Regions from separate parts of the Sus scrofa genome. Here region 1 is linked to region 2. A link is a contact called in public HiChIP or PLAC-seq data. All regions are on one chromosome and are shown on one strand. The core of a region is the stretch at or near the end of the contact, and the rest is flanking DNA. Distances in the headings are between cores, read along the strand shown.

What was found. HiChIP or PLAC-seq counts read pairs in DNA pulled down with a chosen protein or histone mark.
Region 1: a contact with region 2 is called in an H3K27ac HiChIP or PLAC-seq map of alveolar macrophages. The contact joins two enhancer-like sites. A contact is called at or near these places in 2 of 2 datasets of contacts at active chromatin or transcription factors (alveolar macrophages and skeletal muscle).

What each region holds. Positions count from the first base shown.
Region 1 is chr15:37,852,242-37,855,643 of Sscrofa11.1, reverse strand. It overlaps a transcript of AGPAT5 not described here. Among named protein-coding and RNA genes, the nearest start is that of XKR5, 45 kb to the left of the region's middle. Within about 2 kb of position 1,638, at least 5 of the 83 cell types and tissues checked have an H3K27ac peak or open chromatin away from gene starts, as enhancers often do. A contact at or near this core is called in alveolar macrophages, where this site is marked.
Region 2 is chr15:37,639,157-37,642,374 of Sscrofa11.1, reverse strand. All of the region lies in intron 12 of MCPH1 (microcephalin), which reads right to left. Among named protein-coding and RNA genes, the nearest start is that of ANGPT2, 47 kb to the right of the region's middle. Within about 2 kb of position 1,619, at least 2 of the 83 cell types and tissues checked have an H3K27ac peak or open chromatin away from gene starts, as enhancers often do. A contact at or near this core is called in alveolar macrophages, where this site is marked.

The sequences.
Region 1 (3,402 bases), core at 389-2,888, 210 kb before region 2:
TCAGCCCATCTTTCCCTACACCATGAGGCAGATGTCAATAGAAAATTTACCAGTCAATCTAAGAAAGAAATAGAAAATTTTATTCAAGCCAGATTTAAGGATTATAAACTGGGAAGAGCATTTTAGAAAGCTCCCAGAACTGTCTTGCCCTTTCAAAGTCAAGGCATGGTTGTGTAAGTTTTGGAGGACAGGACTGCTTATCAAATGACAAGAATTATTGACAGTTTACACAATCCAGATCTAAATGCCCTGAAGTGCCTTATAAGATCAAGAAGAAAGTTTATCTTTAAGGAGTGGTCTTACTGATGCTGGGGAGGACATTGCTCTTCATGGCTGAGCAGGTATTGTTGCTAAAACCCAGCCTCTGCTCACTGGTATAGAATAGAAACACAGAGACAAAGTTTTGGGTGAAGGAGAAAAAAAAAAAAAAATAGCTTTATTGCTTTGCCAGGCAAAGGAGGGTCACAGCAGGCTAAGGCCCTGAAGACTATGCCCCTCTTGGAAGAGACTGGGAGATGGTTTTTATAGTGTGGGGGAGAAAAATAGGGCTGCAGATAAAGATCAGTGTAGACAGCAAGTTTTCAGTGTTTTTCAAAGGTGGTGATCCTTCTTTCTGGAATGAAGACCACTTCATGGAGTTCCCGTCGTGGTGCAGTGGTTAACGAATCTGACTAGGAACCATGAGGTTGCGGGTTCGGTCCCTGCCCTTGCTCAGCGGGTTAACGATCCGCGTTGCCGTGAGCTGCGGTGTAGGCCAGTGGCTACAGCTCCGATTCGACCCCTAGCCTGGGAACCTCCATATGCCATAGGAGCAACCCAAGAAATAGCAAAAAGACAAAAAAAAAAAAACAACCACTTCATTAACATCTTCCATTTGTTGGGGGTTGAAGAATTCAAAGACATTATCTATATTCCTTGAGGAGGGACCAGGACCCTGCCCCCAGGCTGCACTATTGTCTCTCGACTTCTCCTCCCTGGTCTCTGCATCCCCTCCCTTCCCTGATTAGCAACTGTTTGAACTTTTTTGGAACTCAGATAAATTCATGGAATTCTGAAGCCCATTGCCCCCAAACAAGAAATGGGGGACACAGAAATGCTTGTGTGCCCAGGAGCCCCACAGGTCCCTGCTCAGTTTCAGCATTTCTGCCGATGGGGAGGTTTGGTGGATGCACAATGCAGATACACCACACTGCGAGGAGGCCAAAGGGCAGAGAAGACTTTGTTGTTTTTCTTGCATTGCCATAAAATCTGAATTTTATTTCACACAGGGGTGACTAATACCAGCTGTAAGCTCTGGGGAGCTATTCTCCTACAGAAGGCAGAGTGGATGGAGAAGTTCAGGCCTGTCCTCTTAAAGTTGGGAAGCAGGTGGGAAGCAAGGTGCATAACCGAACAAGCCGGGGCCTAGGAGAGAACCTAAGACCTGGGCCTGGCCGCAGGGCAGCTACAGCATCCCTTCCCTTCGTGTTACGGGATGTCTTGCTGTTACTGCTGTGGTTTTTCCTTGCGGAATCTTCCTATTTAAATTCATCACATTAAATATCTGGATTCGGGCCCAGTCCTTCTGTCCAGGCACAGCCTCAGCCTCAGCCTCTAGCAGCCAGTCATTTCTCCGTTCACCACTAGATGGCGCCCACTCAATGGTCTGGGATCCTCGCCCTCCGAGAGCTGGGTGGTGGCCCCCACTTTAGCTGGGAGACAGGTTAGAAGAAAGGGGCAATGGTCAATTTATTTAAATCAACTTACTGACATAAATCTATTCGGTGAATGTAAGTATAAACCATGTAATATTACAAAACAAGAGGTTTATGTAATCTGGATATAAAGGAAAATCGATACCGCTTTAAATGAAAAAAAAAAAAATCACATGGAAATGAAACATATACAAGAAATCACTAGTATGTGCGAGGTGAAGATTATTCAGTCACATTTTACTCACCACTGGGGATAATTAGAGGCATCTGACACGGAGATGAGTTTAAATAGAAAAACTAATACATTGCTTCACACTTTTGAAGATTTTCATGTACTTCTTAAAACACTTGCTCAATATTGAAGAAAAACTATTGTAGTTTTATATACTTGGAATGCAGGGTGAACCATGAAGCCTATTCTATGTAATAGGAGACTGTTGGTAAATTTTGGGGTCGTGAAATGTTAAATAGCAGACATTAGAGACAATGAAAGATTTTATTTTTTTCTTTTACTTTCATCCAAACACACCCTCTTGTGAAAAACATAAAAGCATGCACATTGATTGCTTCCTTTGAAAGAAAAACCAAGGGATAACTAAGCTGTAAATCAAGAATAACAGAAACAAAAGCTTAAACTGATATTATGCAAAAAGATTTACAGGTAGATATAGGGCTCTTAATTCTAGAAAATAATAATTCAAGTCATATCAATACATGTTAAAAAGAAGCTTCTAATTGTCCGAGTATTTTGATACAAAAAAACACTTTTAAACAAATATTTTATAGACCTCTTGTGAAAAGAATACAAGGATAGTTATAAGAAACATGATGTTCAAATGATCTTAACGCAGTTCATTTTGACTTCTTCAAATCACATATAATCAACATAATTCCCACGGTACTACTGCTTCTTAAAACTTAAATGTAGAACATACCCATGACATTCAAAGTAAGTTATACAACTTACATTATTTTGATCTAATTAGAAGTAGGCTCCAACTTTAGGACTGTTAAAAAAACTAATAAGACATGGAACTGATCTAAATTGCACTTTAATAAGTAGAAGAAAACAGCAATTTGGCATGAGAACATGTCTCAAAAGTTTTACCTGCACCCCATTGAAAATTAGGCCAATTGTATCCTGTGGGAATGTGTGTGCATGTGCACACACACACACACACACACACACACACCCCCCCAACTGATATTACCCAGCTCTTCAGAGGGATTACTTGAAATGGTTTACTCTGGTTCTGGAAAATCAGGTAAAATTTCCCTTAATTATTATTTCCATCTTGTTATGATGATTTAATTGGTGTGTTTCATCTGGGACACTGATACAATTCTGCAGCAAAAATCCATTACCGATAAGCAGAAATGTTATGTAAGTTTGAATTGTAACATAAAAATAGAGCAGGATCACAACACTTTTAAAAGGTCCTTTTCCAGGGCCTCTATTGCTCTAGGACTGAAAGTGTGGGATTTGGTTCCTAAAACACAGCTCTTCTTTTGAGGTGAAACAGATTGTGTGGCCTTGTTCATACTCATGGGAACTAAGTGAAATCACTCCGTCCGGATGGATAAAGTCTGTATTTCACTGGCTCAAGTAAGCTGATTTCCTGACCTAATACGAATGCAAAGTGCCTTTGCCGAAGATGGTGAGCTGGCTCCTAAGAGCATGGATGGTTCAAGGCTGCGACCAGGCAGA
Region 2 (3,218 bases), core at 370-2,869:
CTAAGCAGAGCAAGGTCTAGGAAGTTAGATACCCAAGGCCACACTCAAGTAAGACAAAGGGAATGGGACCCTGCATTCCCCAGTGCCTAGTGGGGTCAACGCTGGATGGATGGAGGAGGATGACGGTGATAAAACAAGGATGCTCCCTTGGTCACATCCTTCTCTGCCACTGTGGTGGAAGTGTTTGTGCTGATTGGGAGATTCCAGACTGGCTGGTGGGGGTGGGTGGTGGGTGGGATGGAGGCACCGGGCGGTGTACTTTGGGTGCTCAGAACAGTGTCTGGCAGAAGACTCTCACCCTGGCTGAATTCTCAGCAGCTAATGACACTGTTAACGATGTCCCCTCCCCTCTTTGAACATCATGTCCCCTTGGCCCTGGGACTTGTCATCTCTGATTCTTGCCTTCAACCCCTCTCTTCTGGGTTTGTCCTCCCTACAGGGCCACTAGACCCCAATGCTATCTCCCAGCCCTCTGTCCTCACGTGTGAGCTCACACCCCAGGCCCTTGGAGCCCTCCCAGCAACAGATGACCAACGAGTCACCTGTCTTTAGTGACTCCCCGAGCTCTGGGGCCACCCTACTAGCTGCCCATCCACCTGCCTCTCTTTTTGGATGCCTTACACTCAACATGTCTAAAACTTAGCTCTTCATTCCCAAGCCTGGTCCCACTGGGTAAGAGCTAACAGTTACCCAGAACCCACTGAGCATAGCCCTTCTAAGCACTGGATGGGAACGAACTAGTTGAATCCTTGCAACGACCATACAGAAGATACACTGTCACAATTTGGAGTTCACAGATAGAAATAAGGCAGAGAGGGTACAAGGCCACATAACTAGGAAGTGATAGCTCCTTAGATTCTAACCTAAGTAGGCAATGCTCTTGATAATTACATCATGCTGCTTTCAGAACCTCAGAACAGGAACCAGCCACCAATAAGGGACCATCCCCAACTTTGCATCCTTTCACCTTCGGCCTCCAGTTCATCACCGAGTCTTGTGGGTTCAGATGCCTCCCGAATACCATTCCCGGTCCATCAACTCGTCTTCAGTGCCACCAGCACATCCTGCCAAGCTGCAGTCATTTCTTTCCTGGGTGACTGAATGCCTCACCAAATGAGTTGGCCACACACCCTGTGTCGTCCTCATACTCACATTTTCCTTTTTTTAATTCGAAGTATTAAATGCATAAGTGCATAAAGTACATCTTATGTCACAGCCTGAGACTTTACACATGCATCCACCTGGGTAACCCCACCATCAAGGTGGTGCAAGTCTCCAGGACTCAGGAGGGCTTCCCCAAATGCCTGCCTCCAATATTACCCTGCTCTGAGCTGTCATCACTACTGCCTCCCGTTGGGTGACTCGACCACAACAACAGAGGCATGTGGCAAGACTCTTGTTTCTGGTTGCTTCTGCACACACATACTCTTAAAACCCTCCAACAGCTTCCCCTTACTGAGCAAAACCCCAAACTCCTAAGTACTTGACAAGACCTTCCATGGACAGGCACCTACTTTTACCTGCGGCCAAATCTGCATCCCCCCTCCCCCTCTGTGTTCTCCCACATCAGTCACACGCCAGCTGCCTCCTGCCACAGAGCCTTTCAACACCCTCGCTCCACTGAACGGTGAGTCAGCTCCTTCCCAGTCAGGACAACTTCTCCTTGTCGTCCAGATTTTGGCTCAGCTGTCCAGACTTCAAGGAAGCTCTCCTGTCCCCCAGCTCAGTCACACCCGCATCAGTTAGTAAGTACTGAGCGCCTGCCAGGTGCCAACCTCTGCTCTAAATGTTTTATAAATATTAACTTTAAGTCCCCCTAAAACTAGGAAGCAGGCCTATTATTATTCCTCCTTTTTTGATATGGGAAACTGAAGACATGGAGAGGAGGTAAGTTGCCTGAGGTCACGAAGCCAAGGGGTGCCTGGTTGGAGCATCCCCGTCCCTATCTGGGTTCACTGCCTCCCACCTGCTCCCACAAGACACTTGGACCAGCCACCAGGGGTGGCTCCAGGCTCAGAGGAAGCTCTTGTTAAACAGCTGCATGAATGGTGTCAGCTCTTATTTTTAGATGACACATCCCAAGTACCTTATAACTACATAGTGGCTATGCACATGTTTGTGCATATATACATGTGTAGGTATGTGTCTACATATTTGTTATGTTGCAAGGGTAATTTTTTTTTTTTTTTGTCACTTGGAAGCTGAATCTATAAAACTGGCCATGAGGTGAGAGCTCTGCTACTAACTCTGTTCTATCTGATTCATCCCCAGCCTCTGCAGGGAGGGTACAAGGACAATTAACGCATCTACAGTATCTGTCACCTTCTGTCTCTTCTTGTTTCTCTTATCACCTCAGTCCCTTCCTCTTGAAACTTCAGGAACACCTTGGTCTTTCTACCTTGCTGTTCTGTGCAGGCCCATTAGCCAAATTCTATAATGACCCCTGTTGTCACCACCCTGCAGTTCCTGTACCTGGAGGCTGAGGGCCATGCTGGAGCCAGTGCAGGCTGGGCACCAGGAGGAATCTGGGTTTAAGCATCATCTGTCACTGAGTCACCAAGTGGCCCCACATAAGCCCTCAAATCTCTGAAGTCTAAGCTTCTACGAGTGTAAATGATCATCATGTCTCCCTGGCAGAAATGCTGGGAGACAGTGAAAGGACATGCCAGCACCATGCCTGGCACCCTGGGAGCTTCCGGTGAATGAACCAGATGTGCCATTATCACCTTGGCTGATATCACTGCCTCCTCCCACGCACCAGGCCCCAGGGCTGTGGTCCCCAGGAGCAGGATTCCTTAGGTTTGGTGGGCATGACTGGCTGACCAGTGGTCTTATCCATTGAGATTAGGGAGGCGGCAGTCGTTAAAACTAACAATTAAGATTTAAATAATAATTAACATTTGCATATAGCACATTTGCTAAATAATTCCAGGTCTGTTCCATGAAACATCCTATTTTAATTGTTACAAAAAGCCTATAAGGCAGAGACCATCATTGTCCATGTTTCAGTTGGTAAACTGGAGTTCCAGGCAACGTGGCCAAAGAGCGGAATGGTATGTGGAAAGACAGGCATCAAGCCAGACAAATGGTAACATATCCAGGGCCCGTGTCCTTCACTGCAACACCTGCTGCCCTAAATGACCCAAGTGCACCACCCAGGGAGGACCAGCAGCCTCTGAAGCCCAGAGTGGAACCGTAGCTTTATACTCATTAGTCCC